Regions from separate parts of the Mus musculus genome. Here regions 2, 3, 4 and 5 are each linked to region 1. A link is a contact called in public HiChIP or PLAC-seq and Micro-C data. All regions are on one chromosome and are shown on one strand. The core of a region is the stretch at or near the end of the contact, and the rest is flanking DNA. Distances in the headings are between cores, read along the strand shown.

Evidence for each region. Hi-C and Micro-C count contacts between places; a contact is called where the count stands out from the background. HiChIP or PLAC-seq counts read pairs in DNA pulled down with a chosen protein or histone mark.
Region 2: a contact with region 1 is called in a Micro-C map of embryonic stem cells, with 3 times the contacts expected there. The contact joins the promoter of Klhl26 here to the promoter of Pgpep1 in region 1. A contact is called at or near these places in 2 of 39 promoter capture datasets (cranial neural crest and embryonic stem cells), 1 of 484 Hi-C or Micro-C datasets (embryonic stem cells), 2 of 115 datasets of contacts at active chromatin or transcription factors (embryonic stem cells and pancreatic cancer cells) and 2 of 9 other capture datasets (adipose tissue and pancreatic islet).
Region 3: a contact with region 1 is called in an H3K4me3 HiChIP or PLAC-seq map of embryonic stem cells, with 13 read pairs. The contact joins the promoter of Ccdc124 here to the promoter of Pgpep1 in region 1. A contact is called at or near these places in 3 of 39 promoter capture datasets (the HPC-7 cell line, cranial neural crest and pre-B cells), 3 of 484 Hi-C or Micro-C datasets (B cells, pancreatic cancer cells and peritoneal macrophages), 4 of 115 datasets of contacts at active chromatin or transcription factors (embryonic stem cells, memory CD8 T cells and pancreatic cancer cells) and 3 of 9 other capture datasets (adipose tissue, liver and pancreatic islet).
Region 4: a FOXA1 HiChIP or PLAC-seq map of pancreatic cancer cells shows a contact between it and region 1. The contact joins the promoter of Crtc1 here to the promoter of Pgpep1 in region 1. A contact is called at or near these places in 1 of 115 datasets of contacts at active chromatin or transcription factors (pancreatic cancer cells) and 1 of 9 other capture datasets (pancreatic islet).
Region 5: a contact with region 1 is called in an HNF4G HiChIP or PLAC-seq map of pancreatic cancer cells. The contact joins the promoter of Map1s here to the promoter of Pgpep1 in region 1. A contact is called at or near these places in 2 of 115 datasets of contacts at active chromatin or transcription factors (embryonic stem cells and pancreatic cancer cells) and 1 of 9 other capture datasets (liver).

The regions. Positions count from the first base shown.
Region 1 is chr8:70,658,137-70,661,071 of GRCm38.p6, forward strand. It overlaps Pgpep1 (pyroglutamyl-peptidase I), which reads right to left and starts at 1,602. Exons shown (of 5, transcript NM_023217.4): 1 at 1,474-1,602. The coding sequence starts at 1,507.
Region 2 is chr8:70,475,504-70,478,491 of GRCm38.p6, forward strand. Klhl26 (kelch-like 26) reads right to left here and starts at 1,440. Exons shown (of 3, transcript NM_178771.3): 1 at 1,347-1,440. The coding sequence starts at 1,402.
Region 3 is chr8:70,872,162-70,875,212 of GRCm38.p6, forward strand. It overlaps Ccdc124 (coiled-coil domain containing 124), which reads right to left and starts at 1,329. Exons shown (of 5, transcript NM_026964.3): 1 at 1,298-1,329.
Region 4 is chr8:70,438,000-70,440,907 of GRCm38.p6, forward strand. It overlaps Crtc1 (CREB regulated transcription coactivator 1), which reads right to left and starts at 1,574. Exons shown (of 14, transcript NM_001004062.2): 1 at 1,434-1,574. The coding sequence starts at 1,559.
Region 5 is chr8:70,904,428-70,907,253 of GRCm38.p6, forward strand. It overlaps Map1s (microtubule-associated protein 1S), which reads left to right and starts at 1,547. Exons shown (of 7, transcript NM_173013.3): 1 at 1,547-1,700. The coding sequence starts at 1,577.

The DNA.
Region 1 (2,935 bases), core at 352-2,851:
GGTGCAGACCCAGACTCCAAGACTGTTTCAGGCCAGTCCAGGCTACATGAGACCCTGCTTCAAAATAAATAAATACAGCTGGAAAGATACCTCAGTCAGTTGCCACACAGGGCCCGAGTTCAGCTCTCCAGCACCATATACCGGAGGTGAGGAGGCACAAACTTGTATTCCCAGGGCTGAGGAAGCAGAGACAGGCAGTCTGGGGCGCTATGGCCAGTTAGTCTAGCCTAACTGGCAAGCTCTAGAGCAGGGGTTCTCAGCCTTCCTAATGCTGCCATCCTCTCTTTCTTTCTCTCTTTTGCTACTTCATAACTGTAATTTTGCTATTGTTATGAATCATAATATAAAAATCTGTGTTTCCCCACAATCTGAGGTGACCCTTGTGAAAGGGTCAATTGGCCCACAAAGGGGTCGTGACTCACAGGTTGAAAAATGCTACCTCTGAATGCGTCCTAAATTGAGACACTTTCTCAAAACAGAGGTGGATGGAGCCTGAGTAATGACACCCAAGGTTAACCTCTACACACACACACACACACACACACACACACACACACACACATCTAAGAACCTGGGTTAGTGTAACTCAGGTGGTAAGAGCCTGCTGCCAGTGTTAAGAGGTTAAGAGAGAGCCACCATACCTCAGGACAGCAGGTAGAGGACACATCTTGGGGCATCTCATCATGGTGGCACATGCTGCTCACCCTATCATTTGGAAGTTTGAAGCTAAATCATCACCCTGGGTTTGTAGCCAGCCTTGGTCACAGAGTTAAGTTCCAGGTCAGCAGGATAGTGCAACAGAATGAGACTCTATCTTAATAAACCAACCAACCAAATAAACACCCCCACCCCCAGAATGCTCCAATGGATCAGGGACACTGTCGTTCACACTTGTACTGCAGGGAACAGCAGGGAGAAAGTCCCAACCTTTCTCAGTTATAAAACACCTGTAGGAGTGGGAGTTTTTCCTGGCTCACTCCCTGTGGCCTCTCAGGGCAGAGGCTAACCCGAGTGCCCTCCTCCAAGGCCTGGAAATAAGAACAGTTGGCTTCCGGGGGTGCTGGTGACAGTAGGAGCTGGTCTCTAGAGTCCCTGGGTCATTCCGGGGTCAGGTTGACTCCAGGCCCAACACCTGCCCCAAACCGGGTTGCAGGCCCCTCCAACAATACAAGGTGCCAGGAGCAGAAGCTGAGCGGATCGTATGTCACTGGGACTTTTCCTGGCCGTAAACCCGCCTTTGTCCCCGGGGTCAGCGGGTGGGGACATGCCAGAGCTCTGAAGAGGCAGGGAGGGACTGCAGTACGCGAGGTGACCTGTCTGCACCCTAGTCCCCGCGCACTCCGAACTCCCGGCCGCGTGACCCCGGACTTTCCAGGTTACCAGGACCGAACGGTGCTATCGCGGGCGGCGACAACTGCAAACCTCTGGCAACCGCGAACACTTGCCCCGCCGCCCCGGTCCAGATGCACCTACCGGTTACCACTACCGCCTTCCGCGGCTGCTCCATGGTGGAATGCACTCTCTAGGATCCTGGCTGTAGGGACTGGAGCGGACACGGACCCCCGAGCCCCGCCCGGCCGCTCGGCCCCGCCCCCTAACGCTGGGCCTGCGCGGACACGCCCCGGACACGCCCCCGACCAGCTGTACGCTCCCCTGCGCGGCCCCCCGGGTTCCGCCGAGCCCCAAGCGCACCACTACACCCTGGACCCCAACGCCCGGGCCAGGCCATTCCTAGGCCACGCCTCCTAGAAACCACACCCCTAGCCAACCCCGCCCCCAGTCTTCCAAAGACCCTCCTCCAGGTCCTGTAAGGGACCCACCACGCCCCCAAGAATCACACGCCTGGAGCTTTCCAAACTCTCAGGTCGGGGTCACGCTCCAGCCAGGTCCCAAGCTCCCAAGACACTCCCAAACCCATCCTTAAAACAACTGGGCCCAGGTCATGTACCTCCGCCTACTCCCACGCAAGTGCAGATCCTTCCAATGCCCCTCGGCCAGGCCGCAGTCCACGTTCACACCCGCGACCCATGACATCCCTGGCTCAGGCCATGCTCTCTGAAACTTCTTCCTTCTAAAATCTACTCCGCCCTGAACCCACCTAGGGCAACGACCCCGACCCCCCTTCCCTTTATGCCACTGAAAACACTGAGCTGGGCATGCATACCGGGTCTCCATCTAGGCTCCGCCCCCAGTCTACCACCGCCAGGTTCCCTGTGGCCGCAGGGCTCACAAGGTACCTGGAGCCATGCCCCGCCCCAAGTATCGACCAGCCCAGGCCATCTCCCCTGGTCCCCCTGCCTGGCCACGCCTATTCGCTGCCAGGACCCTCCCCCTACTTGAATTTTAAACGTGCCTCCAACACGTAAGTGGGCAATGGGAGTGTGCTCCGCTCCAACCTTCTCAGTCTCAGTTTCTCTTCCTGTAAGACATAGGGCGGGGGAACAATTTGATTGTGTTCACTCATCACAGTTTACAAACAAGGACACCGAGGCATGGCTCTGAGGAAGACAGAAGTGTCACTTCAGCAGAAAGCTGAGGGAGGGGCGCAGGAGGAAGAGCTTTGACTCTCTGCCAACATGGCTAACTGGAATACTTCCTTTCCTTGGCTCCAGGTTGCACCTTATTACCCCAGAGCCTTTGCTCACCTGCACATCTAGCTGTTCACTGCCCAGACTTCCTCCTCCTGCAGTCCTTCTCCGACTGTCATCTCCTTTTAAGGACGCTGTTTTTCCATCCCCTACCTGGACATCGTTTAGGCTCATCTTAAGGAGGTCCCATTTTTCTAATGTTTCATATTTTTAAAAATCTTTTTTTTTTTTTTTTTTTTTTTTTGGTGTTTTCGAGACAGGGTTTCTCTGTATAGCCCTGGCTGTCCTGGAACTCACTTTGTAGACCAGGCTGGCCTCGAACTCAGAGATCTGCCTGCCTCTGCCTC
Region 2 (2,988 bases), core at 190-2,689, 180 kb before region 1:
CGGTTTATTCCCAAACCATTTACAGACTGAATTTCCTCCTTGATCTCACAAGGGTGGTGGCTGTCTCAGGGCAGGGGTTCCTGGCTCTGGGTTAATGTGAAAATGGAGGGTGTGAGTGCTCCCTAAGAGAGTTCCCTAAGACCGGTAGGTGCTCTTCCCCTGAGACTCCAGATCAATTCACAAAAATGTATTGCAACAGAAAGTTTTTGAGTTCAAGGTTGGCCTATGCTATACAAATCAGTCACTATCTTAAAAATAGGATGGGTAGAGGGCAGGCATATGACCCAGTAGTAGAGTCCTCACCTAGCATGCACCACAGGAATAGAGATGCATGCCTGTCATCTTGATCATTCGGGTTGAGGAAAGATAACCAGCAGTTTGATGTTATCCTCAGCTATATGGCATCTGTGAGACCAGCTATAAGATTCCTTGTCTTGAAAAACCAAAATAAAACAAATATTTAAAAATACTTGCCATCTTTATGCAAATTCCCAAGTTCAAGGAACCCACCTTCAGAGTTGACCAGGAAAAAGGGTGACCTCATTTAACTAAAAGGGGTGAACGTGGACCCAATATCTGAGGGCAAGACCTCCAATTCAAACGTTTAGAGTGAGGGGAGGGGTATTTAAACCCTATGAAGGGTGGAAGGAAGGGGGTCTTAAAGAAAGACCCTATACTCTTGAGTATCTTCTCTCACAGTGCTCAAACTCCACAAATACATCCCGACCTCTCACAGTCCCTGAGACTCCCTGGCCATCATGATGGATCTGCTGGGGCCCCCAAGGTTGCCTCAGTGTCCCCTCACGGCATGCCCAAGTCCCTTGTTCACCTATCAAGCCCCTAGACAATTTTCTGACAAATAGAACCTGTTGAGGTCTCCCAGTGGCCTCAGTGTCTCCCAGACATGTCCAGGCCCCTAGGTGACTGGCCTCAGTGTCTCCCCAGACATGTCCAGGCCCCTAGGTGACTGGCCTCAGTGTCTTCCTCAGACATGTCCAGGCTCCTAGGTGACTGGCCTCAGTGTTCCCCTCCAGACATGCCTAGGCCTCTTGTTCCCTGCCATCAGGACCTGTGGAGGTAACCAGGTGGTCTCAGTGCTCCCTTCACGAACGCCTCGGCTCCCTCCCGGGCCCCAGGGTCCTTGTGGAGCTTCCCACGTCACCTTCCCCGAACCCCTTCAGCCCCGGGCTCGCAGCTCCCAGGAAGCCGGGCCTCAGCCTGCCCTCAGGCCTACGCCATAGCTCAGGACCTTAACGACAGGGACTCGGAACGTCCACGCCCCCGGCGGCCCCGGGTCGGCCCCGCCCGAGCCAAGTGGTGCATGCCAACAGAGGCGTAGGACTCACCTGCTCGGGCGCTCGGGGCTCTGACTAGAGCCGCTGCTGCCACCGGACTCCGCCATCTTCCGCCGCGCGCCCGAGCGATGGGGCGGCGCGCTGATCGGGAGATCGGGGCCCGGGGCAGCGGGCGGAGCCGCTGAGAAGGAGGGAGGGACTCGAGTGGTGGGCGGAGCTTGGGATCAGGGGCGGGGCCTGAGGAGAGCAGGTCGGAGAAGAACATCGAGTAAGGCCAAAGAAAGTGAGGGGGAGGAGCCTGAAAGACCAGGGGCCAAAGAGGTAGGCGGGGATTGGGGCGGAGCCTTGAAGAGAAGTGGCGCTTAAAACCCTGGAGGCGTGCAATAAGAATTATAAGCATGGCCTAAGAGCGGACCTAAGGAAGATAGTACCTGAAGTGGGGGTAAGGGTTGAAGACGTCATGGCCCTCAGAAGGGAGGGGTCTGAGAAAGGTGATTCAAGCAGGACATGACCTAAAGAGGGGCGGGGCCTATGTAAAGGAGGGAAGAGACCTGTGGAAGAAAAGTTCTGTGGGAGAAAAGGTTGGCTCCAAGGTATGGTAGGGCCTGAGTTTGGAGAGGGGCGAGTCTTGGCTGTGGAGAGAGTGGCTGGAAGGCCTATGCGGGAAATGGAACCATGTTACTTCCCAACATAACCAGGAAGGGGAAGGCGGCCTGAGGGTCATTCTTGGTGTTAGATATATGCTGGACCAGAAGAAAAGTGGAGGAAGACTGGAGCCGCCCCTAGAGGAGGGAAGGAGCCCAGGATGATGATGGGAAGTGTCTAGCCCGAGAGGGGCGTGGTTAGCGGAGGGGTGAGGCAAAGGGTAGGTTGGGAGGGTCTTTTAATTAAGAGCAGAACTGCTGGGAACATATGCCTGGGATGGGAAGAGGGCCGAATCCACGTTCGGGAGGTGCCTGGGCGGGGCCAGGGCTGGGAGAAGGATCGGGACTTGGGCGGGGCTCATCATAATGAGGGGGCGGGTCTGGACTGCAAGAATGGGAGGGTTGGGGAAGAGCCTTGGTAGGAGATGTGGAACCTAAGTTGTGAAGGTCGTGCCATGAAGGGCGGGGCAAACAAGGTGTGGGCTAGGCGGCGCACAGATGTGGGCGTGGCTTATCTTTGGCAGAAGCGGGATGGCTCAGATGGCATGTTCTGATGAGTGAGGGAACAAAAGTCCCTGAGTGCACAGACCCTCTTCACTAGCATCCTGCCCCGAGCCATATCCCTTTCCCAGCCTGAACCCAACCCAACCCTCTGACTTCCAACCCTTTGCTTCAGCGTTTTCAGCATATAGTAAGCTCAGAACCTCCTACCTCAGGGCCCAATGCCACTCTCAAATCCCCATCCCTTCTGTATCTGCCCTCATACTCTAGCTCCCATTCCCGAAATCCCTGCCCACAGAGACACAAGCCAGCCTCCACACCCTCTACCTCAAGCACGCTATAGACTTGCAACCCTCAGCAATGGTTCAAAGGCCCATGTCTGTGCAAGGCTTTCCTTTTGTTAAGGTCTTCCTTTTGTTAAGACTGTGTCTCCTAGGCTGGCCTGCAACTGTGAACCCTCCTGTGTCATCACCCTTCTGAGTCCTGGAATGACAGGCATATATATCACCATGCCTGGCTGTCTTTCCTTTTTTATTATTTTCTGTCTT
Region 3 (3,051 bases), core at 79-2,578, 210 kb after region 1:
ACTTTCCATCCTCCTGCCTCAGCAGGATGACAGGCATGCAGCATTATGCTGGGCTCATGTTTCTCTTCTAACCCAATAAACTCCTGCTGAAACTTCAGGGCAAGGCTGGCTGGGACTAGAGGCATGGCTGCCACGCTGGGACAGGTGGATACCTCTAAGCTCCAGGCCAGCCTAGGCCATACAGAGCATCCCTCAAGAAACAAACCAGGGTGCTGGTGAGATGGCTCAGTGGTTAAGAGCACTGACTGCTCTTCCAAAGGTCCTGAGTTCAAATCCCAGCAACCACATGGTGGCTCACAACCATCCGTAACAAAAATCTGATGCCCTCTTCTGGAGTGTCTGAAGACAGCTACAGTGTACACACATATAATAAATAAATCTTGAAAGAAAGAAAGAAAGAAAGAAAGAAAGAAAGAAAGAAAGAAAGAAAGAAAGAAAGAAAGAAAGAAAGAAAGAAAGAAAGAAAGAAAGAAAGAAAGAAAGAAAGAAAGAAAGAAAGAAAGGAAGAAAGAAAGAAAGAAAGAAAGAAAGAAAGAAAGAAACCAGTTCAGGTGTAGCACCAGAGAAGGCCGACCAAGAGCTCCTGACGTTCCCAGACCGGAAATTTCTCTTTAAGGCATTTGGTGGTGGCGTTGTGGGTGTGTGGGTGTGGAGTGGGTATCCGGAGTCATTTGTATCCAGAAAGAGCCTCGGTATCTTGCCCAGGCTATCCTGGAACTCAGAATCTTCCTGACTGAATGTCTACTGTATATATGTCATTTAACAAACCATCGTCATCAGCAAGTTGGGGGCATTAAGGAGTCCGCGAGCACGGACAGCAAAGGACCCTCCTCACTAGGGACCTGATCAGATCCGCACCACCACCTCAGTTTCCGGACCTACCTAGGGTCCGAGGCCGGGCATCGTGGGCCCACGCCTGTGATTCCAGCACTTAGCAATGCTGAAGTAGGAGAATTACACTGAGTTCGAGGCAGCCTAGACTACAAAATGAGCCCAGGACTCTAAATAATCCCCTTCGAAAAGTGCCTACGTGGTTCCCCATGACTGCCAGGCCGCGCGGCAGGAGGAAAGTGACAGAAAACTCCTACTCCTCCTCCTCCAGGAAGCCCTCCCGGCTCGACCTGGGCCGGAAACTGGCTGAACTCCCCGCGAGCTTCTGCGCCTGCGCGCTGGGAGCACCCACCACCGGGCACCCCATCTCCAGTTCCGCCTTCCCGCCGGCAGGACCCCCAGGCCGAGCCGCGCCCGCCCAGCGTGCCCCGCAACCCGGCTCCGCCCGCGCCACAGCCGTTCCTACCTCTTCCCCCGGCACCGGCTCGGTCGCGTGTCAATGACGTCGCCGCGCCTGCGTACTCAACTTTCGGTGGCGCTCTACTCATGACGTTCTCGAATGCCGCCATCTTGGTAGAGTCTGTAGGAGTTTTTCTCTGAGCCAAAATACTAAACCAGTGTTGCCAGCTCTCCTTCTTTCCAAGCAAAATGTTTTCAAGAATAACACGTTATCGGCCCATCTCAGATATTGGTGAACAAAAACGGAAGATAAACGCTAAACTCCATAACGGTGACCTCACCAAGATGGCCGCTGCCCGGAGAAAAGATGGGGAGGCCGGCCCCAGCCCTGTGGCGACGGCCGGGATGTGGTTGCTGTGCCACCAGGGGGCGTCAGTGGCCCACCCGGGGTGCGGGCCTGGCTGCTCTGGGCTCTTTGTCAGGCCAATGGCTCCTCCAACTCAGGGCAAAAGTGAGAAGACATCCCTTGCCCTGTCTGAGTCGGGAAACTGAGGGTCAGACGGAGTAGAAGTTGGATTAGACTAAATGCAACCGACATGGCCGTCATGGTGTCATTCATTCCAGCACTATGGGGCCCGAAGCAGAAGGACTGACTGCAGACCTAGGCCGAAAGTGACACTATCTCAAAAATAATTGAACATAACTGAATTGCTAAATAAATCACAAGCCGGCGCGGGGCGGTGGTGGCGCACGCCTTTAATCCCAGCACTCGGGAAGCAGAGGCAGGCGGATTTCTGAGTTCGAGGCCAACCTGGTCTACAGAGAGTGAGTTCCAGGACAGCCAGGGCTACACAGAGAGATCCCAGCTGCTCGGCGTCCGCTGCTGCCCGAGTCAGCCCCCGCCTTGTTGCTGAAGCCGACTGGCACTGCTTAATCTTTTGCTTTTCTTTACTCCCCCCTCCCCTAGTTCTTTTTTGATGCTTCTGTTGCTTCATTGACGATTAACTTCATCTTAGTCTGCAATACTTAGGATTTTGTGCATCTCTGACACAGTTACTGCCACATCCGGTCATCCTTGGAGTTTCTGGAGCCGTGAATGACCCTGAACTGGTCCCCCTGCCTCATTGTCCCAGGCGCTGGAATGGCAGGCATGGCCCTGTAGGAAAGAAAGCAGAAGGTTCAGTTCGAGGAGTCTATTACTGTGAGCGGGAATGCAGAGCAGGAAAGATGGCTTTGCGGGAAGAGGCGCTGCCCCATCCTCACCCTAACAGCAGCCGGAGCTGGCTCCCCGTCCGTGTGGTGGACTTTGAGAAGCACAAAAGGAAAGGCACACAACTCTCGGCGTGGTGTTTCAGTTTGTGGACTGCTAATGTTGGCTTTCTTGGGCCTTTTGCAGGTGATCAGCCTCTGCAGTGACTGCACGGACCCCAGAGGAGGATGGCCTCCTGTTGAGCCCAGCACACAGTACTTCTGTTGCTATGAATAGGTTCCAATTGTATGAGGATCACAGGAAAAAATTAGCTGAACAGTACCTGGTGTGGTAGCACTGGGTGGGTGTGGTGGGGCTGAGGCAGGAGAATATCATGAGTCTGAGACAGCCTGGGCTACAAAGTAAGATGCATCTTTTAAAAGCAGGTGCTGGGACTAAGAGTGCTTGTAGCTTAGTTGGTAGAGAGCTTGTGGCTCAGTGGGTAGACAAAGGCCATAAGCTGGACCTAGTGGCATCCACCTGTCACCAGGACACAGCTACAGGAGACCCTGAATCAAAAAATCAGCCAAACAAACAAACAAACAAAACCCAGAATGCCGGGCACATGGTAG
Region 4 (2,908 bases), core at 324-2,823, 220 kb before region 1:
TGGTAACACTTTTTGTTTGTTTTGGTTTGGCTTTTGGAGACAGGATTTCTCTGTGTAGCTCCTGCTGCCCTGGAACTCACTCTGTAGACCAGGCTGGCCTTGGACTCAGAGATCATCCTGCCTCTGCCTCCCGAGTGCTGGGATTAGTTGTGCACCACCATCTCCACCCGGCAGATGATACACTGTTTATTTGTTCATTCATTGCCCTTTCTCAATGCCTTTCTCAATACACTGAGGGAGAACATGCCCCCCTTCACCCCCCTCCCCCGCCCCGAGGGCTTTGGGGACAGAGTCTGATTGAAAGTGAGAAAACCACCACATTCAATCACTCACTTTCGCCTACGATGCCACAATCTTGGAGAAACAAGCAACTGACTATAAGATTACCTGACCCAAAGGTGCCCACTGATGAATCCAAGCCTCATGTAAGTACCCCTGGCAGGTCACATGGGACTCAGAACCCAGGTCTGAGGGTGTGCAGAACATGCCACACACCAGCATCACCTCCTTCACCCTTGAGGAAAGTCTGATGACACACACTTGACATGGAAGGATAAGGCTCCGCATCCACTCCACTTGGCCAAGAACCTAGCAAGGCCAGCTATGCCTGTCAAATGGCCCAGCCACCCAGTCTGTTGGCAGCTGTTCCCTGTCATGCATGGGAACCAAGCAGCCACCTCTATGCTGACTCCAAACATGGAGGAGGGATATCCTCAGCTATCCAGGAGGGATAACATCTCCTTCACGGCAGAAGTAGGAGTACCAAGGAAGGCACAGGTGACAATGATACAGTATCACCTCCTCCTCAGGTGCCAATGGAGTGACAACTGTGCCCTCAAATAACGATGAAAGGACCCCTTTCCTTTAGGTAACAATGAAGGGTGACAACCGTCCACTCAGGTAGCATTAATGGAGACCTGTCCACTCAAGTAGCATAAAGGGTGACAACTATCCCCTCAAGGTAGCAACAATGGGGCCACTTATCCACACAGATAACACTAAGGGAACAACTCTCCCTGAAGGTAGCAAAGATGGTGGCACCTATCCCACCAGGTAGCAATGAAGGGTGACACCTGCCCCACCAGGTAGCAATGAAGGGTGACACCTGCCCCCTCAGGTAGCAATGATGGAGTCGTAGGTCCTACGAGGTAGCAATGATGCAGTCCCTGTACCATCAGGTAGCAATCAGGGGGGTGACACGTGTCCATTCTGATAGCTATGATGATGGCACATGTCCCCTCAGACAACAATAATAGATGACACCAGTCCACTCAGGTAGCTGCGATGGGACCACCTGTCAAGTCCAAAGAGCAATCTCGCGAGCAGCCGCTCAGCGCTGTGGCGGCGTGGGGACACCTGCGGCGGCCGCAGCCCCGCCCCCGCGTCTCTTCCTCCTCCCCTCCCTCCTCCCCTCCCCTCCCCCGCGCTCTCACCCGCGCGGCCCGCGTCAGGCTCAGGTCCTTCATGACCTCCTCGAAGGCCGCCGTCTCCTCCGCCTGCTTCTGGTTGTGCAGTGCGATCTTCTCGCTAAATTTCCGCGGATTGTTCGAAGTCGCCATCTTCTCGCCGCCTCCTCCTACTCCTACTCCTCCTCCACCTCCTGGCCCCCCCCACTCTCGGGAGCCACCGCGCAGGCGCCGGCCGGGCCCACGGCCGGAGAGAACGCGCAGGCGCAAGCACGGCCCAGAGCGTGGCGCCGGCGCGCGGGAGAGGCGTGTGGCGTTGGGGTGAACACGCCTGCGCGTGCCTGGGCAACGCGTCGGGAGCCTGGGAGGGGCGTGCCTACGCAGGCGCACTGCAGTGCGCGTGGTTCGCTGGACAGCGGTCCGGGTCCTGTCCCATCAGCGAGGGACTTGAGTGGCAGAGGACACGGCAGAACTGATGCCTGCATTCACTGGACTCCAGCATTCGCTGAGGACTTGTTGGCGCGCCTGCTGTATTCCAGGGCACAGGCATGAACAGAGTGGGCCCTGGGCTACACAGCCGGGGAAGGGAGCAGACTTCCTACCAGGAATTGAGCAGGGGTCCCAAAGTACAGTTCCTGGGCAGAGCCTGACTTGGCACACAGAAGCCGGGGTTCGGTCCCCAGCAATACACACACACACACACACACACACACACACACACACACACACACACACCACACTTATAATAAAGTTTCAAATGGGAGAAATGTGCTGCGCCTTCTAAGAAAAAAGACAGTACTGGCCATGATGGTACGACCAGCTGGAGCCAAGGGGATGGGGAATTCAAGCCACCCTTACCTGTAGAGTGAGTTCAAACCAGCCTGTGACACAGGACACGGAGAAAAAAAGACAAATGGGGGGGGGCTCTCTGGAAAGATGGAAAGATTGCTCAGAGACTAAGGGCACCTGCTGTCCTCGAGAAAGACCTGACTTTGTGATCCCATGGAATAGCTCATATGCCCTTGCAACTAAGGTTCTAGAAATCCAACGCCCTCTTCTGGCCTTGGCAAGAAGTTAAATATACACATAGCATGTGCACACACACACACACACACACACACACACACACACAGAGATACATAGATAAATGTTTTAAATTTAAAAATATTGCCAGGCAGTGGTGGCACACACCTTTAATCCCAGTATTCAGGAGGCAGAGGCAGGCAGACTTCTGAGTTCCAGGCCAGCCTAGTCTACAGAGTGAGTTCCAGGACAGCCAGGACTACAGAGAAACCCTGTCTTGAAAAAAAAGAAAGAAAGAAAAATTAGAGAGCTAAGGTCAGGCATAGTGGCACGTGCCTTTAATCCCAGCAGAGGCAGGCAGTTCTCTTTGAGTTCAAGGCCAGCCTGGTCTACAAAGCGATTACCCAGTCAGGGCTACACAGAGAAACCCTGCCTCAGAAAAAAAAAAAAGAAAAGAAAAGCAAGCAATAAATAAATAA
Region 5 (2,826 bases), core at 297-2,796, 250 kb after region 1:
TGGGACTTGCTCTATTTTCCAGGTTAGCTTTGAACTCCCTATGTAGCCCAGGGTGGCCACAGACTGTCCAAGGTCACTCAGTCTTCTGTGATGAGTTAGGGGTGTGGAGATGCACTGCCAAGCCCATTCTGCACTGGATCTTAGCCAGAGGGCAGAGAATGGACCATCCCAGTTCTGTTTCCGTTATAACAACAGAGGAAATCACAAGCCATCAACTTCTGCAGGCTGACCAGTTAAGGGGGAGGAGTCAGGATTCAGGAAGGATATTGGCGCCAAAAGAGTATCCAGGAAGCTCAGACCATGGCTTGAGGACTTGGCTGATGCTACGGACTGATGGAGGAAGTTGGCTTGGGGAAGTCCTTTACAGAACGTCTGTCAGCAGCAGGCTTGATTTGGGTTCCTGATGCATCACACCAGTCCTGAATTGCCTTTGCTTGTTTTTCATTTATTTTAAAAGTCTGTCTGTCTGTCTTGTCAACACTGTGTACACCAGTGTTGGCCTTGAACTCACAAAGATCCTCTTGCCTCTGTCTCTAGAGAGATGATGAGGTTAAAGGCATGAATCTTTGTCTTTTTAAATTGTTGTTTCTTTTTGATATATGACTTGATGTAGCCTAGGCTGGACTCATATTTGTTAGGTAGTGGAGGTTGACTGTGAATGGAAGCACCTGGCTGGGCTTAGTTGTTTACTCCAGAGACAGAAGGCTCACTCTTGAGGGGAGCCAGCTGGTCCTTCTTGGGGTGAACAGCATTTCAAATACTTAACATGGAATGGCCAAAAAAGAAGTAAGATTGGACTGGGTGGTGGTGGAGCACACCTTTGAATTCAGCACTCAGGAGGCAGAAGCAGGCAGATCTCTGTGAATTTGAGGCCAGCCTGATCTAGAGAGCAAGTTCCGAGACAGCCAGGGCTACACAGAAAGACCCTGTTTCGAAAAACAAATAAACCAAGATGCAAGTTTGGGGTGAAAATGTTCCAGGTCTGAGTGGGAGCCACATAAGCAGTCTCCATCACACATAGCCCTAGTGAATCCCAAGCTGTCTACTGTCCCAACGTGTGGGAAGCTGTGGAGGCAGGAAGATCACAGTCCCAGGGTCATCTAGAGACAACCTGACTTGGTGTCAGATAGGCTTGGTGACTTTACCCCTCCAAAATGTCCTTTCTTCCAAAATGACCCGGCCCAGCACACACACCTAGCAAGCAGCTACACATCCCCAAGCTCTCTTCTGTCCAGGTTCTAACTCAGGAAGCTCGCAGGACCTAGCCGACTCTGGTTCTGTGCAGAACCCCTGTGATGGAATGAGTTTTCGGGGGACAGAGATTCTAAGCGTTGCTTAGCGGGAGAATGAATGAGGGAATGAATGAAAAATGAATGGATGAAATTTGGGAGGGATAACGGTATCTTAGTACACAGCCAGTCTCAGTCCTCTTCGGGCTCCCAAAGCCTAGCGGGCATTGACAGAGGGGTGGAGAGGAGGGGGCGCTTCCGGCCGGGGTCTCCGGTGCTTCCGGTAAGCTCCCTGAAGGGGCGTGGCCAGCGGGGCGGGGCGCTCAGAGCGTCGGGGCGGTGCGAAGATGGCGGCAGTGATGGCGGCGCCGGAGGCTGTGGAGGCGCCCAGCTCCCTACTGTTGCTGGTGGTGGGTGGCGAGTGTGGCTGCCCCGGGCTGCTGGCCTACGTCATGGAGGAGTTGGAACGAGGTCGGGTCCGTGGGGACTTGGGGCGGTGGCAGCGGGGCGGGGCGGGGCGTCCGGGGCTGGGGGTTCCGGCGCGCGGCGGGCCGGGGTCCGGGTGGGGTGCGGGGTCCCTGGACGCAACGTTCCGGGCGTGGCCTACGATCCAGACGGGCATAGGGTTGCGCACGTGCCTAGCGGCGGCCTGGACAAAACTCTGCCACACGGGTTACTGGGTCTGGGTGGGGCGCGGCAGGCTGGGATCCGCGTGGGGCACGTTAGATGTGGCGTCACATTCCGGGGATACAGGGTTCGGGGAGCGGCCTGCGGCCGGGTGGGCGCTGCGTCCCCGACTTCGGGGTTCTGGCGGTGTGCGGCCTCACTCCCACGGCCCCTCCCTTCGCCTGGCTGGCAAGTTCCCCCGGCGCCCGGGGGCCTGCTTTCCGGGGGTGCTAATTGGTGCGTGGGTGGCGCGGCCGCCCCGGGGATGCTTGGCACGAGGGGAGCTGACTCAGGCGCACCTGCCACACTGGGGCATCGAGCGCAGCAGCATCCTCTGCAATGGGGTAGCGAATGCGATGCCTATGCCTGTTACCCCTGCAGTCGTGAGCTGAGGCCAGAGGAGCACTGCAAGTTCCAGGCCAGTCTGGGCTACAAGACAACCTATTCAAAATAAGTGCTGGGATTCAGTCGATAGATCTAAAGTTGCCTGGAGTGCTTGATCATGGGCTTCATCCCCAGCATTCTTCACTTGTCATCTCAGCACCTTTGAGATGCACATCAGATAAAGGGCTTGTCCTTAACTTCATAGAGCAGTTGTATTCAGCATGGACTACGTGAGACCATGTCTCAAAAAAAAATCAAATCCCCAGAACAATGTAGAATGCCCATCGAGGTGCATGGTCCTTGGGCCTAAGTGGGACAGCCTCAGCATACAGGCTGGGCTGAACGACAGGCAGTGTCCCTTGTCTTCTGAGAAGTGCTGATGTGCTGGGGAAGAGGACTCAAAGCAAGCAAGACTTCCATGGTGTCAGGGTACTTGAGGATGCTGAAGGCCTAGAGCAGGAGTTGCCTAGAGCAGGAGTTCTCAGCCGGTGATTCATGACCCTTCTGGAGAGGGGCTGCATATCAGATATTTACAGTTTGTAACTAG